5 separate regions of the Mus musculus genome follow, and regions 1, 2, 3 and 5 are each linked to region 4. Evidence: chromatin contacts called from public HiChIP or PLAC-seq and promoter capture Hi-C data. All regions are on one chromosome and are shown on one strand. Each heading gives the region's core, a stretch centred on a gene start, on an enhancer-like site or on the middle of the called end of the contact. The rest is flanking DNA. Distances are from core to core; before and after follow the strand shown. Region 1 overlaps Khdrbs1 (KH domain containing, RNA binding, signal transduction associated 1). Region 2 has its middle 21 kb from the start of Laptm5. Region 3 holds the start of Ccdc28b (coiled coil domain containing 28B). Region 4 holds the start of Snrnp40 (small nuclear ribonucleoprotein 40 (U5)). Region 5 holds the start of Tmem39b (transmembrane protein 39b).

The links. Promoter capture Hi-C pulls out the DNA fragments that hold promoters and counts their contacts. HiChIP or PLAC-seq counts read pairs in DNA pulled down with a chosen protein or histone mark.
Region 1: an H3K4me3 HiChIP or PLAC-seq map of bone marrow-derived macrophages shows a contact between it and region 4, with 4 times the contacts expected there. The contact joins the enhancer-like site here to the promoter of Snrnp40 in region 4. A contact is called at or near these places in 3 of 39 promoter capture datasets (hippocampal neurons and liver), 1 of 484 Hi-C or Micro-C datasets (embryonic stem cells) and 3 of 115 datasets of contacts at active chromatin or transcription factors (bone marrow-derived macrophages, embryonic stem cells and stem cell-derived neural progenitor cells).
Region 2: a contact with region 4 is called in a promoter capture Hi-C map of hippocampal neurons, with 4 times the contacts expected there. The contact joins the enhancer-like site here to the promoter of Snrnp40 in region 4. A contact is called at or near these places in 5 of 39 promoter capture datasets (cranial neural crest, hippocampal neurons, liver and 1 more), 3 of 484 Hi-C or Micro-C datasets (CD8 T cells, embryonic stem cells and regulatory T cells), 5 of 115 datasets of contacts at active chromatin or transcription factors (embryonic basal ganglia, embryonic midbrain, embryonic stem cells and 1 more) and 1 of 9 other capture datasets (adipose tissue).
Region 3: a promoter capture Hi-C map of liver shows a contact between it and region 4, with 3 times the contacts expected there. The contact joins the promoter of Ccdc28b here to the promoter of Snrnp40 in region 4. A contact is called at or near these places in 3 of 39 promoter capture datasets (cranial neural crest, liver and pre-B cells), 2 of 484 Hi-C or Micro-C datasets (both in embryonic stem cells) and 1 of 115 datasets of contacts at active chromatin or transcription factors (bone marrow-derived macrophages).
Region 5: a promoter capture Hi-C map of pre-B cells shows a contact between it and region 4, with 2.2 times the contacts expected there. The contact joins the promoter of Tmem39b here to the promoter of Snrnp40 in region 4. A contact is called at or near these places in 4 of 39 promoter capture datasets (the 3T3-L1 cell line, hippocampal neurons, liver and 1 more) and 3 of 115 datasets of contacts at active chromatin or transcription factors (bone marrow-derived macrophages, embryonic stem cells and microglia).

Annotation. Positions count from the first base shown.
Region 1 is chr4:129,716,490-129,719,524 of GRCm38.p6, reverse strand. Khdrbs1 (KH domain containing, RNA binding, signal transduction associated 1) reads left to right here. Exons shown (of 9, transcript NM_011317.4): 8 at 384-442. Among named protein-coding and RNA genes, the nearest start is that of Tmem39b, 21 kb to the right of the region's middle. Within about 2 kb of position 1,429, at least 3 of the 459 cell types and tissues checked have an H3K27ac peak or open chromatin away from gene starts, as enhancers often do. A contact at or near this core is called in bone marrow-derived macrophages, where this site is marked.
Region 2 is chr4:130,891,012-130,894,195 of GRCm38.p6, reverse strand. No RefSeq gene overlaps it. Among named protein-coding and RNA genes, the nearest start is that of Laptm5, 21 kb to the left of the region's middle. Within about 2 kb of position 1,780, at least 4 of the 459 cell types and tissues checked have an H3K27ac peak or open chromatin away from gene starts, as enhancers often do. A contact at or near this core is called in hippocampal neurons, where this site is marked.
Region 3 is chr4:129,622,580-129,625,782 of GRCm38.p6, reverse strand. It overlaps Ccdc28b (coiled coil domain containing 28B), which reads left to right and starts at 1,875. Exons shown (of 6, transcript NM_025455.2): 1 at 1,875-1,969; 2 at 2,996-3,183. The coding sequence starts at 3,020. Gm34305 (a long non-coding RNA gene) reads right to left here and starts at 2,997. Exons shown (of 4, transcript XR_376684.4): 1 at 2,581-2,997; 2 at 2,030-2,149; 3 at 1-1,894.
Region 4 is chr4:130,358,578-130,361,603 of GRCm38.p6, reverse strand. Snrnp40 (small nuclear ribonucleoprotein 40 (U5)) reads right to left here and starts at 1,472. Exons shown (of 10, transcript NM_025645.2): 1 at 1,255-1,472. The coding sequence starts at 1,398. Zcchc17 (zinc finger, CCHC domain containing 17) reads left to right here and starts at 1,612. Exons shown (of 8, transcript NM_153160.5): 1 at 1,612-1,728.
Region 5 is chr4:129,695,161-129,698,390 of GRCm38.p6, reverse strand. Tmem39b (transmembrane protein 39b) reads left to right here and starts at 1,546. Exons shown (of 9, transcript NM_199305.2): 1 at 1,546-1,676. The coding sequence starts at 1,673.

The DNA.
Region 1 (3,035 bases), core at 180-2,679, 640 kb after region 4:
TTTTGTGTATATATGTGTCTTGCCTATGATTGCTTGGAAAAGAATCTCAGACATTTGTGATAGGGACAAAACGACCTTTTCCTCTTCTCCTCTGATGAGCTGTATGAATTTTACATACATGATCATATTTTAAGAATCACAATTTAGGTTGTTATTTTTCCACATTAAATTGTATGATACATGTTTATTGTTTTCCCCCCTTGCTATACTTAATTAGGCTTTTTGGTAAATACATGATTTATACATTTTTTAACTATTGGGGTTAGGAATGGAGCAGAATATATATTTATCCCTATTTTATAGATAATAAACTGTCCGAGATGTGGACTATTGAAAGAATGGTAACAAAAAAAGCCTTTACTGTTTTGTTTTTGTATTTTCAGGGAGTCAGAGTATTATGACTATGGACATGGGGAGCTCCAAGATTCTTACGAAGCCTACGGTGCGTTTCTATGTTTATGGTGGGGTAAATGTGCAGTTAAGTGTCTGGGAAAATATTGGCTGATGGAGTCTTGGGAGTCAGGCGATCACTTCTCTGAGGAGATTCCATTAGAAGACTGCTGAGGTGGTCGATGTCACTTTGGGGTTCTGCTCTCAAATCCTATGGTTTGTGTGTCCTGGAGATTAGGTCTTGCAGTGCCACAATGGTACACTTCCCATGTCTCGCTGACTGGTTTCTGTTAGGTAATGCATGCCTAACTCAGCTGGTGGTGGGCCTTTTGCTACTGATACCCTTGGCCATGTTGGTAGAATTTTTTTTTAAAGATTTATTTACTTATTATATATAAATACACTATGTCTTCAGACACACCAGAAGAGGGAGTCAGATCTCATTACAGATGGTTGTGAGCCACCATCTGGTTGCTGGGATTGGAACTCAGGACCTCTGGAAGAGCAGTCAGTGCTCTTAACTGCTGAGCCATCTCTCCAGCCCAATGTTGATAGATATTAAGAACTTTTTTTTTAAAGCTCTATTCTCTTTCCCCCTTCCTCAATAAAAAGAAAAAAATTGGAACTCTCTGAAAATAATACTGTTGCAAAGAAAATGCCAGCTGAAAGCAGCTTAGTAGAGCCGACAAGTAGGGGAAACAGTACCTGTTGAATTAAATCAGGTTTTCAGGACTGGGGCTGTACTGACTGGTTTTGTGTGTCAATTAACACAGGCTGGTATTACCACAGAGAAAGGAGCTTTGGGAAAGTGCCTCCATGAGACCCAGCTGTAAGGCATTTTCTCAATTAGTGATCAAAGGGGGAGGGCCCCTTTTGGTTGGTGCCATCCCTGGGCTGGTAGTCTTGGGTTCTAGAAGACAGCAGGCTGAGCAAGCCAGGGGAAGCAAGCCAGTAAGAAATATTCCTCTGTGGTCGCTGCATCAGCTCCTGCTTTCTCAGCTGCTTGAGTTCCAGTCCTGACTTCCTTTGGTGATGAACAGCAATGTGGGAAGTGTGAGCTGAATAAACCCTTTCCTCCCAGACTTGCTTCTTGGTCATGTTTGTGCAGGAATAGAAACCCTGACTAAGGCAGCAGCTAAATCACGTGAACAGTAGCACCAAGCTCCCTCCAAGTTAGGAAACACTTCACGTTTATTTTGTCTGATACTTCAGGATGGTCTGCATTATGGAGCTGATGGTGACCTTGATTTTTCTGATTCTGGCATTGCATCATTTGCTACCATGTCCGGTTTTATGTGGTACCTAAAAGATGGAACTCAGGACTTGTCTAGTAGACAAGTTCTCTACCATCTCGGCTATATCCTCAGTCCTTAGCTCAGTTACTAATCCCATAAAGCAGTTAGGCTTGGAAGGTAACCTTCTCTGAGGTTTGCTTGAAAACACATTGCTCAAATATCCTTGGAACCAAATATGGCTTTGTGTTGATGGGTCTCTGAGTGCAATGTTCTGTAGCACTGTGATGCAGAGAGAACAGCCTTCTCGTATTGGTAAGAGTTAACAGCCAGAATATGTAAAGAAGTCTTTTTTTTTTTGAAGACATGTATGTATATGAGTACGCTGTAGCTGTCTTCAGACACAGCAGAAGGCGGCATTGGATCCCATTACAGATGGTAGTGACCACCATGTGGTTGCTGGGAATTGAACTTAGGACCTTGGGAAGAACAGTCAGTGCTCTTAATTGCTGAGCCATCTCTCCAGCCTCAAGAACAGTCTTATTTTGTTTTGCTTTGTTGTTGTTGTTCCTCCTCTTCTTTTTGATTTTTCGAGACTGGGTTTCTCTGTATAGCCCTGGTTGTCCTGGAACTCACTCTGTAGACAAGGCTGGCCTCGAACTCAGAAATCTGCCTGCCTCTGCCTCCCGAGTGCTGGGAAAGAGCAGTCTTCTTAAGCAGAGGTCCTCTGTGCCCTTGAGTTCCTTACCAAGGGGCTTTGCTGCTAACAGTTCCTCTTAAGATGCTTTACAGAGGGAGCTAAGAAAAGGCATCCAAGGGCTTCAGAGATGGCTCAGTGGTTAAGAGTTCTTAGCGGTTAAGACTGCTCTTCCGAAGATCCTGGGTTCAAAGCCCAACCATATGGTGGCTCACAACCATCCCTAATGAGATCTGACGCTCTCTTCTGATGTGTCTGAGACAGCTATAGTGTGCTTAGATATAATAATAAATAAATCTTTTAAAAGAAAAAAAAAGGAATCCAGTTGTCCTTTCATAAGAAAGTAAGCTTAACTCGTGGGTAATATAGCCAGTCACCTCCTGACACCACACCGGCCCTCCTCCAAATAATTTTTACTACTTTTAGCTGAATAGAACTGCACTATTGCCATAGCAACATTATGGTGCTCCACCCTTGTGTCAGTGCTCCCCTCCATCAGTGAGGCACACTACAAGAGTTTCTGTATGTATTTGGCAAAACTGCATTTCTATTTTGCTGGGGAAAAGACTGAACTAAAGAGCATGAAATCTAGCACGTAGGCACACGACTGGAATCTGAGCTCTTGAAGTGAAAGTGGCTACCGGCTGAGTGAAAACTCAAACATGTTGTGCCACCCTAACTGAAGCTGACTGGTGACGTTGGGAACAGGAATAGCC
Region 2 (3,184 bases), core at 531-3,030, 530 kb before region 4:
GGATGCTGCTCAACTATGCGTGAACGACAGATAAATGGATATTCTCAGGTTATACATCTTGTTACTAACATTTTTTAACTAAAAATCAGTAAAACAGTTCTGGGGACCTGGGGGGCTTGGGACTGGAAGCCTGGGGACCTAGAGACCTGGGGACCTGGGGACCTGGGGACCTGGTAGGCTGGGGACCTGGGGACCTGGAGACCTGGGGGCCTGAGGACCTGGGACCCTGGTAATCTAGAGCCTGTTATTTAGGACCTGGGGGTCTAGGGCCCTGACTCAGTTGAACGAGTGCCACCTAGTGTCACATTTTTTTGTCAGCCTGACACAGACCTACACACCAGGGGAAAGGGAACCGTCAACTGAGAAATTGCCTGCAGGCAAGTCTGGGAGGCATTTTCCTGATTGTTGATAGATGTAGGAGAACCTAGCCCACTGTGGGCGGCACCACACCTAGGCGGTGCGTAAGGAAAGTGGCAGAGTGATGCATGAAGAGCAAGCCAGTGAGCTGCACTCCTCCATGGTCTGTGCTTCAGTTCCTGCCTCCAGGGTCCTCCCTTGAGCTCCTGCCTTGGCTTCCCTGACTGATGGACGGTGACTTGTAAACCAAATAAACCCTTTCTTGCCCATGCTGCTTTGGGTAGAGGCTTCACCACAGGAACAGAGAGCCATTAGGACACACAGCACACCAAGCTCAGTGTCCAATCCCCAACACAATGTAGTGGTATCCACAGGGCATGGTGTCCACAGCACACAGGAGAAGAAAGCAAGAGGTTAACCTACGCTACATATTGAGTTTAAGGGCAGCCTGGACTACATGAGACCCTGACTCAAAGGGGGTGGGGGAAGTATTGAACTCAGGCTAGTAACAGTCTTCTAAGAAAACAAAGGATCTTTCGAGTAGAACTGTTATATACTTTCCCTTGGAACCAGAGACCCTAGGAGTCCTTCATTTGTTTGTTTGGTTGGTTGGTTTTGTTTTCCCAGACAGGGTTTTTCAGAAAGCAACCCTGGCTGTCTTGGAGTCCTGGACTAGCTTTGTAAACCAGGCTGGCCTCAAACTCACAGAGATCTGCCTGCCTCTGCCTCCTGAGGGCTGAGATTAAATGCATGAGCCACCACACCTGGCTTTGGACGTCTGTAGAAGGGCAGTGTCTCTAGACACTTTCCCTGTTGCTATGATAAAAAATACTCTGACAAATGTAAACTGAGGGACAAAGGTGTTATTTAGCTCGAAGTTCCAGCTTACAACCCATGGAGGCAAGACACCACATTGCATCCTCAGTCAAGAAGCATCGCACCACAGAGACAGAACGGATGCCAGAGCTTAGCTTGCTGTCTCCATCTTGTACAGTTCAGGGTCCCCTGCCCTTCCAGTGGTCCCATCATAATTAAGATGTGTCTTACCTCATTAATTAACATAATCAAGATAGCTCTCCACACGGAGAGACCCAGAAGTCCATCTCTCAGACAATTCCAGATTCTGTCAAGTTGACAATATCAGAACAGATTGAAGCTGAGCAGATCACACCCATCAGTGTGGGCTCTCACGCAGGGATGACCATGCTGAGTTCCGAGGAACAAAGGTTTCCACCAAACAAGAAAGGAAGTCCCAACCAGGGCCTTGGCTTGGAAGGCGCAGGAGCGATAGCAGGCTTTCAGGAGCTTACTTCTACCTACCTTCCCCCAAGCAAGGAAAGAAAACAGGATTTGTCCAGGCGAGAGGATTTGGCCACCGGGGCCAGGCAATACCAAGGAACGGCCACCAGAGGGCAGCAGGTCTCTGCTTTTAAACTGTGGTAGAGAAGATTAAAAAGGTGTGCCCGAGAGTACTCTTCCTGGCAATGTGGGTTGTCAAACTAGGCAAGCGCTTAGAACCGGAGCCCTTGTTCCAGAAGTGGGGCCCCGGGAATAGATGGCTCCCAGACACAGCTGAAACGAGACACAGCATGCATGCCTACATCTGTCCTTTCCTCTACCCTGCAGGGAGCTCAGCCCAGATGGAAGCCCATGTGAAGGAAGGCAAAGAGAGACTGAGAAGGTGACAACGGCACCCACATGTACCCAATGCCGCTGTGGTATGGGGAAACTGAGGCATGCGTTGGCGATAAAGCACCCAAGGTCGTCTGCATCCCTCCTGAGCATGTCAAGCTTCAATGTGGGTGCCCCGAAGCCTCTGCCCCCTCCGGGGCATATTTAGAAACCGTGACATAGCTGTGGTCATGGCTCACAGACCTGCTGAAGGCCATTGATTAAGGACAGGGTCCTTATCAGGCAAAGTCAGCCCATAGTGGGTCCATGGAGAATGGACACTCTAGAGCGTCCTTGCGGCCCTTCCTGGAGGCAGCTGAGATATGGCTTAGGCCCTTTTTGGATTAGGAGCCGTGTGACTTTGGGTGTTTGGAGGTGCACAATAATAAGTCACAAGGTTCCTCCATTTCTACATCTAAAACATGGCCACAGAACACAGACCCACCTTGAAGGAGGCTGAAAAGGTACCGAAGACCCCGGCTTTCCCATCCAGGACTAAGAACACACACAGGGCTTACTCAACTGGTCTTAGGGAAGGAGACACCCTGACCTGGCTCTCTCCTCCCGCCTGGAAAGGAAAACGGGATGGAGACTCTGAACAGAGGTGAAGCTAAGAGTCACTGACTGCCAGCCCTTTAATGGAGAGCAAAGCCTTGGGGATTCCAGCAGCTGGCTGACTGGGCACACGGGAGCTGACCCACACACACCCCAACATTTCACGTCTCCCCTCCTCGCACCTGCACAGATGGACATTCCACCATTGTGGACCCCTTCCTTTATATGTGGATTGAAGAAACTCTCCAGGTAATGGGCCATCTCTCTGAGAAGCTCCTAAAGCCATCATAAATGGCTAAGTGTCTTGGAGGGTGACATCACCTGAGCTGTGGTCAGCTCTGGTCCCTGGGAGCGGGTAGGGGAAGAATGATGAGCATGTGTGCACACACACATATACACACTCACACATACATATATACACACACACATGAATGCATACACATACACACACATACACATATACACACACACATATATACACACACACATGAATGCATACACATACACACATATACACACATACACACATGCACACACATACATATATACAAACACACATATATACACATACACATGAATGCATACACATACACACATACAC
Region 3 (3,203 bases), core at 626-3,125, 740 kb after region 4:
GGGCGGGGCTGAGGCTCTCCAGGTGGGGTGCCCTTGTTCCCAGCACTCTGAGGTCAGCCTGATGCACATGTAGTGTTCCAGTTTGCTGTAGTGAGACCCTGTCTCAAAAAGGGCGTGAGGAGGAGGGGTGGCTCCCCAGATGCTAGAGAGGATCTGCTCCTTCAAGTTGCCTTTTGTTCTCCATATATACAGCTTGACACCCACCGCCACTCATGCACTGGTGCTCATATAATACATGTAATTTTTAAAAAAAAACGTAGCTACTGAGAGGAAACAAAGCTTTAAAGCAGAAGTCCTGAGAAGGACAGACAAGTCATGACCTCATCCAATACTCAGTTGAACCTAGTGTGGGAGAACATGCCTTTAACCCAAAGGCAGAAGCAGACTAGTGAGACAGGTGCCCAGGAGGGTGAGGGGAGAGATGAGGTTTGTGTTTAGGTGTTCCTTAGGAGTTCAGAGCAGACCCAGAGGGCCTTGAGGACCTATTGAAGGAAGGTGTTCACACAGCTGAGTAAGGGGTAGGAAGCTACTGGGTCTGTGCTCTCGCCCTCCTGGGGAAATGCGCATGCGCGCGGCCTTAGTAGTTCCCTAATTCAGCTGGTTTCCTCTAAGGGACACTGTAGGTGGCCTCAGCCAGCACCAGGTCTCTGGGTTGGTTGGGCAGAAAAGATGGAACTGCTCAGCTTTATAGGGGCTGTCCCTTGATTCCTTCTAGCCAGAAGCGGTAGACAAATTGATTCTAAAAGTCCTCCAGTAGGGGTGGAGAGGATTCCTTTCCTGCCTCCGCATCAGGAGCTTGCAAGCGCAAGTGGCTCCGCAAAAGCTTCTGGCTCCTCAGGGAAGCAGCTGAAGGTGGCAACCCCGGGTGCTCCTGGGCCCACTGTCACTTTGATGAACGAAGCTGGCACCCTGCTCCAGCAGCAATTCTGAGAGGAAAGGGACCTTCCAGCGTGCTCCCCTCCCTCCGGTTCTTGGTTGTTTAGAAGTCTTGGATTAGAGTTGCTTCCTAGAGCAGTTTGCATGTTAACAGCACCTGGAAAAGATCCCAGAAGCAACACCTCTGGGTGCCCACAGCCAGGGAAACCTACTGTTGTTGCTAAAGGAAAAGGGAAGATGGATGCTTTGTTGCCTAGGTCGCTTTAATTTGAGCCTGCTGGGCAGCCTGACACCCTCTCCTGTGGCATCGGATGCTGTTCTGGAGATCTGAACCAGACTCCTCTGCCAGATCTTCAAATAGCCTCATTGGTGGGACCTCCCTCCTCCAGCAGCACAACCGCCAACAGTTCTGGGCCAGCCTCCTTCCGGAGCTCTCACGCCCCACCTCCTGCCAGCCTGCTTGGGATCCTATTTGCTCTGGTTCGGAGGTGGGGAGAGGCCCTGTCAGTTCTTCAGCGCTTACAGGCTAGGAGTATCTGGATGTCACAGGACAGCGACCGTGCCCAGGAATGAGTGACAATTGATTATTTTCCGTAAAATCGGGATAACAGTTATGTCTCAGGATTGAATGTACATAAAAGGCTTAACAGGGTGCTGGGTACTGATTGTCTTTGTTCCTTCTGGTGTCCGCCCCTCATTTTCCCGTATACTTATATATTGCCTCTGCCCACACATTCATTTAGCCCCATCATTTCCCTACCACCCCTGCTGCAAACAAAGCCACCACCATTTTGTAAGGGATCCCCTCCAAACGTGACAAGAAAAGGAAATGATTTTAAATCCATATCCCGTAACTAACAGTGCTCCTTTAGTTCTTGTGGGAGGTAGGGAAGGGGAACTGTTAAATCGACGGAAGTACTCTCCTCCGGCTCCGCTCCCAGGGAATCCAAAGAGGGCTACTTTCTCTTTAAATGCAAATCATCTCCAGCCAGCTTAGCTCCCTCCAGCTCCAGTTCCCCTGAGGAGAGAGAAAGCAGGGTGAAGGGAGATTGCAAAGAAGCACTGTTTCACACTCCAGACCCCAAACTTCCAGGTCAGTAGAACCCCAAGGGGGCGAGAAGGGAGTGAGGAGGATGGGGGCGGGGTGCCGCACCTGATGCTTGTTTTTTGAAGCCCGAATTGAGAACTGAATCTTTCCTTAGGCACATCTCAGGCGGATCACAGTCGCTCTGGCTGCCGCTTCCATCAGGTCTCTTACTGGGTCACACTGCTGCTACATGGAGAGAAAAAGAGTTCTGTCTCCCACCACCACCACCCCCCACCCCACCCCCGAGCCCCACTGATGCCACCCAGCTGTTCCATGCCAGCTTAAACGCTTAATGTTCCGATTTGACCATCGCCCTCTCGGAAGTAAAGTGAGGGAGCTGAGACCTCCCCTGGAGAGGACCTCAGCAGACCAGATACCTAGGTGATGGGGCTGTAGGGGAGTCAAGCTAAGCTAATCAAGTCAGAGTTACATTGTTGGAGGTCTAGCCCCTAAAGACTTTCTAACTAGAAAAAGAAGAGACTAGAAGCTGTCCTGGGAACTTCTGGGCAGCCCTGGCATGTGTAGTTGAAGTGAAGTGGAAGAGAGGCCAGTGATGAGCCGGCTATTCCTGGTCCATATGATTGACACCAGGGTATTTCCAGGTGTCCCTGCCTTACCTTGGTTGCACCTCATGCAGTTAGTCAGTATCCGCTGCCATATACAGACCGTTGCCTAGCAAATGGCCTCCTGATCCTCAGCTTGCTCCCCTAGTCACATCCACCCTGTCTCCTGAGCATCTTCCTCTACAGCCCCAGGCTCTGGGCTGTAGTGACAGGAAAACAGCAAGATGACCCTGGTCTGGGCCAGCCCTCTCCAGCAGGCAGATGGGGCTGTCAGGAAGAAAAGGGCTTTGCTGGCCTTGGGAGGTCCTTCAGATGCATAGCTACAGTCCAGCAGCAGGCTGGCATATGACCCTGTACAGACAAGAGGACAGAGCTCCTGACTGATGGACAAAGATACATCTGAAGACCCTTCCTCTCAGACGAAAGAGGGTGCTGAGTGAAGGGATGATTTTGCCCCCTTCCTTCCCAGACCTGAGGTCCAACACACCACCCAATGGAAGACAAAAAGAAGAAACGGAGTCCTAAGCCCTGCCTGACCCAACCAGCACAGGCCCCAGGCACACTGCGCAGAGTCCCTGTGCCCACCAGCCACAGTGGCTCCTTGGCTCTGGGACTCCCTCATTTGCCATCACCCAAGCAGCGAGCCAAGTTCAAGAGGTGAGTAGGGAGGGGCTCTT
Region 4 (3,026 bases), core at 223-2,722:
GTCAGAGGATCCAACATTCTTTTCTGGCCACTGAGTTCCCCCTCCCCACATATGAAACACACACACACACACTCACACTCACACACACACACACACTCACACACACACGCCTAAAACAGCACTCAGTAAAACAGTAGACCTTGCATTCTAGTGGAAAGTGAGAGAAAGGCACACAGAGCCACCCAGTGCTGAGTGCCATGGGAAGAAACAGTATGGGTTCCAGATTACAGGACACTCCAACTTGAAACACAGTGGTCAGGAAAGCCCCTCTGAAAACCTGGTGTCTGAGCAAAGATTTGAAAGAGCAAACAGCTGACCATGTGGGCATTTAAAAGAACATTCCAGCAAAAGCACCAAGGAAAGAAAGAACATTATAAGTCGGTGTCTTGAGCCAAGTGACATGCCAGAAAACTGGTAGATGAACAAGGTAAGGAGGGGATTATTACAGAGAATTTGATTTTTAAAAAAACGCACAATAGAAAGCCAACATAATGTTTTCAGCAGAGTATACCATGTGACTTAATATTTCCATGATTCCCCTGGCTACTGGATTAATAACCAATCCTTGGTTCAAAGACAAAAACCAGGAATACTAAATTAAGCTCTACCTGCAGTGATGTCAGATGACATAAAAACAGTTTTAACAAGAAGGTAAAAAAAAAGATCATAGTTACACAGATCTCTTCTCTTCTCTCTTTCAACAGGACTTTGCCATAATAAATAGCCTACACTGGCTTGGAGCCATGGATCTTCTGGATACAAAAAAGTTTGCCTTCCCCATTTGCAAAGTAACAGCTTCTTTCAGTCAGGTACCATGGTTAATGGAAATTTCACACGCAAAACATCCAAGATAACATCCAACGAGTGTTAATTACAATTATAAATGCAGAGAAAGAAAAAAGTTCTACCAGGTAGTAAAGCGAGCTATCATTCATTTCCATTGCCTCCCCTCTCATTCATTCGTCCACTCTGCAAACTTTCCTGAATGTTTCTTTTATGCTAAACCCCTGAAGATTTAGGATGCGGAAGCTTGGGTCTTGATTTTGAGGCCAAGGTTTTAAATGATTCAATGCCACTGAAGGGCTGAAAACAGGCGTCTACTAGGGAAACACGTATGAACCACACAGAGAACACCAGGCACCTTCACAGAAGCCTATTTTAACTTCAGGCTCACTGTCTTTCCGTTCCCTCAGAGGCGACATCATCCGTAGGAAGAGGGGCGGAGGGCCAAAGGCGGGATGACTCCCCACTTACCGCCTGCAGCAATGCCCCTGGAGTCGCCTGCTGCGGCCCCGCTCCGGGGCCGGCTCCTGCCGCTCCCAACAGCAACTCATGTCGCGGCCGCTTGACGGGAACCAGGGGTAGCTCCGGGCCCTTACGCTTCTGCTGCTCGATCATGGCGGCAGCCACTCTCCTCGGCGCCGCCACTAACCGCGCCGCCGACCGGAGGCGCCGCGCAATTGGTTCCAACTGAGTTCTTCCTCCAGAACTTCCGGAGAGGAGCAACCAATTGGCTTCTAACATTTCCTTCTGGAAAGCCCTCTGAATACACTCTTGTGATTGGTCCCATTCTGATGACGTCACGAGAAGGCGACTCTGGGATTGGGTCGCGGAGCTGGCGTTCTCCCCCGCCCCCTCGGGCGCGCAGTGCATCGTGGGTGAGAACGAGCGGAGCAGGTTTGGCGTTCCTAGCTATGAAGCGGCTGTCCTGCTAGGCGCGGACGCGGAGTGAGTGTGTGGGGAATCAGGCGGGTGGCTGTTCCAATCTGGAAGGTGCGAGGTGGTGATAGGCCTGAGCCTGCCCTTTTCAGCTATCAGCCTTAGCAGCATGGGGTGGCAGGAGGTGTCGCCGGAAAGAGAAGTCCCTTGGTAGGCTGGAGCGGAGCTTTGGCATCTCTGGCTCCAGGACTCGAACCCTCAGACGGCTATCCCTTGACAGCTGCTCTGCAGGATGCCAATTCTGCGTCTAGCTCTGTGCTGGCCCGAGTCCTGGCCTCCAGGCTTCAGTGCCGGACTTGGCTGAGGCGGCGGACTTAGTTGTCACTGATTTAGCCGTCTTTTTAAAAGGGCTTTAATTTATGTCCCCGAGACAGCCAGTGATGAGGAAAGTATCAGATGGTTCTTCCGAAGCACAGTTTAGTTGAGAAATCGAACAATCATGCTTGCGTGCCAGGTCTTCTCGAAAGTGGTCCAAATGATATTTATTGTGCAGTGCGTTTGGGGGTCATTCTGAAGAAATATGGTCCTCTACCCCAGAGTGTGGGAAACGTGTTAAACAAATTTGATGTTAAACAAAAACCATTTGATCGGAAGACTACCTAAACAAGCGATGCCTCTTGCTGTGAGTTACTAATATAAACTTGAAGGCTTTTTAAAGGAAAAGACATCTGAGCGGTTCCTATCTGATGGGACGGTTCTAATTAGGGGAAGAGAGGAAGGGAGAACGTTCTGCACAGAACAGCAGGTTCTATCAGTCGGAAAGATGAGGGAGACACAAAGAGCCGGTGTGGGGGGAGAGAGAGAGCGAGAGCGAGAGCGCTAGCTTAAAGTGAATATGGTATGGGATGAACCTGGAAGTCATGAAGATTTGCAGGAAGTTGAAGCTTTTACTTTAAAATTAATAGGAAGCCAGCGATAGTTTTCTCTCTCCTCCAGAATGTGGTGCAAAAGAGGACTTGATCCCTCAGGCTTAATGGTGTGATGAGATTGGAGAAAGATAAGAGGTTTACTGGGAGTAAATAGACCATTTCGGGAGCATGAACAGTAGTTCTGATCAGCAATGCCAGTGAGAACCAAGCTGGAGCTGTGACTGAAGACAGGTTTAACAGTATCTTGAGATAGCAGGGGAGTAAATTGGACAGAATAGATTGGATGATGCTCTTAGTCCCAACACTGGAGGCTGAGACAGGAGGTCTCAAAACCAAAAGCAACAAAACCAAAGCTAGCCTGGGCAACATTGGGATTTTCAACCCATACCAGGCTGCTAGCGTGACACATTGTTTCATCTTCTTTTTTTTTTTCCCCTA
Region 5 (3,230 bases), core at 297-2,796, 660 kb after region 4:
TGGGAGTTAGAGGCTGGTGGGTCTCTCCTTTCGAGGCCAGCCTAGTTTACAAAGTGAGTTTCAGGACAGCCAGGGCTACACAGTGAAAACTTGTCAAACAAAACAACAGCAGGGCTGGCTTGATGGCTCAGTGGGTAAGAGCACTTACTGCTCTTCTGAAGGTCTTGAGTTCAAATCCTAGCAACCACATGTGGCTCACAACCACCTGTAATGAGATCTGACGCCCTCTCCTGGTGTGTCTGAAGTCAGCTACAGTGTACTTATATATAATAATAAATCTTTGGGCCCCAGTGAGGGGGGTTGACTGGTGCGAGCACAGGTCCTAAAAATTCAATTCCCAACAACCACTTGAAGGCTCACAACCATCTTTACAGCTACAGTGTACTCACATAAAATTAAAAAAAAACTTAACAATAATATAAAGATTGCTTATGAGGCTGAGAATATAACTGAATGATAGAACACTTGCCTAGCCTGTATGAGGCCCTAATTTTAATCTCCTACCCTCACCCCCATAGACTGCTTATTAGTCTTGCAAGGGAAGAAATTACACTAACAATAACAGTAGCTACTTGCTTCCTCTGTTAAGTGTTTGCCAAACATGATGGCTAACACTGATTAAAACAGGTACTACATGGATTGTCTCATTTAATCTTCCATGCCTACAAGATAATTTGTGCTTGCATTAGGTTTGATTTCCATCCCTGAATAAATCTGTCATAGTGAGAGTAATAATTCCGACACTATGAAGCAGGATCAGAAATTCAAGGACATCCTCTAATCCATAGCAAATTCAAGGACAGCCCAGGCTACCAGAGGCTCTGTCTTAAAAACCAAAATCAAAGGGCTGGCGAGATATCTCAGCAAGTAAAGGTTCTTGTAGCCAAGCCCGATAGCCTACGTGTTAGGCTACATGGTAGAAGAACCAGTACTACTACCAGTTGTCTTCCCAAGTCCACTGCTCTGCGCATCCCTCCCTCTCTCCGGCACACCAAATTCTAAAATGTTAAGAACCCTAATAGGCGGTTATTATTAATACCCATTAACACTATTTCGAAATTTGAAAATGGCAGGCACAGGTTCTTAGCTAAGGTGGTGGCAGTGAAATCAACAGTGGAGAACATGAGAATCAAACATGAGAAATGGATAGAGTTTAGGGTCATCAAGATGAGGCCAAAAATTGGATATAGAGTTTTGGAGGAAAGGGGAAGTGACTCGTAGATTTTGACTGGGGTGGGCCAAAGCACACTAAAGCCTAAGAGTTCTGAAAGCCCAGTTTGGGACTCGCTGAGTATGAGGTGACTGTGTTGTACAAAAACAGGACTTCACTAGAGGCAAAAGGCCGCTCTGGTGTCCTCCTCTAAGTCAGAACAGGGTGAAGAAACACGGGAGGTGGGTTCGCCCGCTCCAGAATCTCTTGAGCAGCAGCTGCGGGAAAGGCGTGGGGAAAGGCAAGACAAAGAGCGTTAGCACAGCTTTTGTCCAAACGGCCCCTTTAAGAAGCGCGCTCCCGACTCCCAGCCCGCCTAGCATGCAAATTGAGCAGCCGGAGGGAGCGTGCGGCTGATACCCGGCCCGGGCTGCGGCGGTTAGTCCTCTCTCGGCCGCCGTCGCCTCCGACATATTGCCCGCAGGAGCTGCGGCGGTGAGCGGAGAGCGCCGGGGGAAGGAGATGGGTGAGCAGAGCTGGCTGGGCTCGTTCGGGGGTCGCGGGATAGCGGGGAGCCTGGCTGCGAACTGCCTCCCCACGCGGACCGGAGTCGCGGGCAGGGGGAGGGGGAGGGGAAGGGACGCGGCGCAGGCGGGACCCCGCCCCTCCGGTCCTGAGGGGGCGGGTCACCGCTTGGTAGGCGGAGCTTCCAAAAGGGAGAGGGGCTCGGAGGGGCTCAGGCTTTCTTTGGGGCACACAATTCTCCTGTCTGCAGATGGGGGCCGGGCACTCTGGTGGGAGGGGCTGAGAGCTTAGGGTTCGCCTTTTGTGATTGCCGGTGGGGGAGAGAATTTTCTGGACTATAGGGGTTTACACTGAGAGCGGTGGGGCCGCAGGGACACCTAGCCCACCAAGGGAGTCCATTCCGATTCAAGCTTCCAGTCCTAGAGAGCATTGCCCGGCTTGTGGGCGGGGTCTTGGGGTTGACAGTTGTGTGTGGGCGGGGTTTCTGGGCTAGGGGCTTTATGTGGGTGCCGAGCTTCTAAAAGATAGTGGGTGTGGGCAGAGTTCCTGGGCTGAGGGTGTGTGTTGGGGGGGGGGGTTCTAAACCAAACCAAATATAACAGCGTGTGAACAAAGCTTCCGGTTTGGGGCTTGAAGTCAGCTTTCTGGACATGCATATTGTGAAGAGCTGTCAGAAAACCTTCAGAGATAGGAAAGCTTGGGCACCGTGTGTATGAATGGAGGCTACTGTGTTGCTGTGAGGAAGTTGAGGAAGTTATAACTTCGATTAAGGGTTTGGGAGCTAAGTGCAGGATGCTGCCTAGGATCTTAGGCTAGACTACTAAGCTTAGGGAATATAGTTTTGTAAAATCTTAAGTTTGAGATTCCCAACCACAGCGCTCTTTCTAAGGCCATTCTGACGTTAAGGCCAGGCCGTGGGTCATTGAGTTAGATCTCAGGGCCCTGGAGGGAAAACTTGTCTCAAACCTGACCAGATTGTAGCGTCTGGAGACTCAGATCCAGATAAAATCCAGCAAATACCAGCGCTGAGCAGCTCAGGACTCAGGCTCTGAAAATCTTACCAAACTGGTCCAGTGAACCGGATTAAGGGAACTGGCAGTAAAAATAACAGTCTGGTAGCACATGCCTGTCATCCTGTCATCCTAGCATTTGGGAGACTGAGGCAGGTGGGTTGTGAGTTTGAGGCTATTCTGTGCTACTTAGTCGCTTAAAATGTGAATTCACGCCTGGCGTGGTGGCGCACTTCTTTAATCCCAGCACTCAGGAGGCAGAGGCAGGCAGATTTCTGAGTTCGAGGCCAGCCTGGTCTACAGAGTGAGTTCCAGGACAGCCAGGGTTACACAGAGAATCCCTATCTTAAAACAAAACAAAACAAAACAAAACAAAACAAAAGATAATCTCAGAGAGTGAATTGTGGGAAAAAAAGGTAGAAGCCTGGCAGGTGCAATAACCCACCTGTAATCAGTCCCAGTACCGGGGAGGCAAAGCTGGAACCCTGAGGCCAATCAGTTAGTGAAATAGTGAGCTCTGAATTCAGAAAGAACCTTGGTAAGCA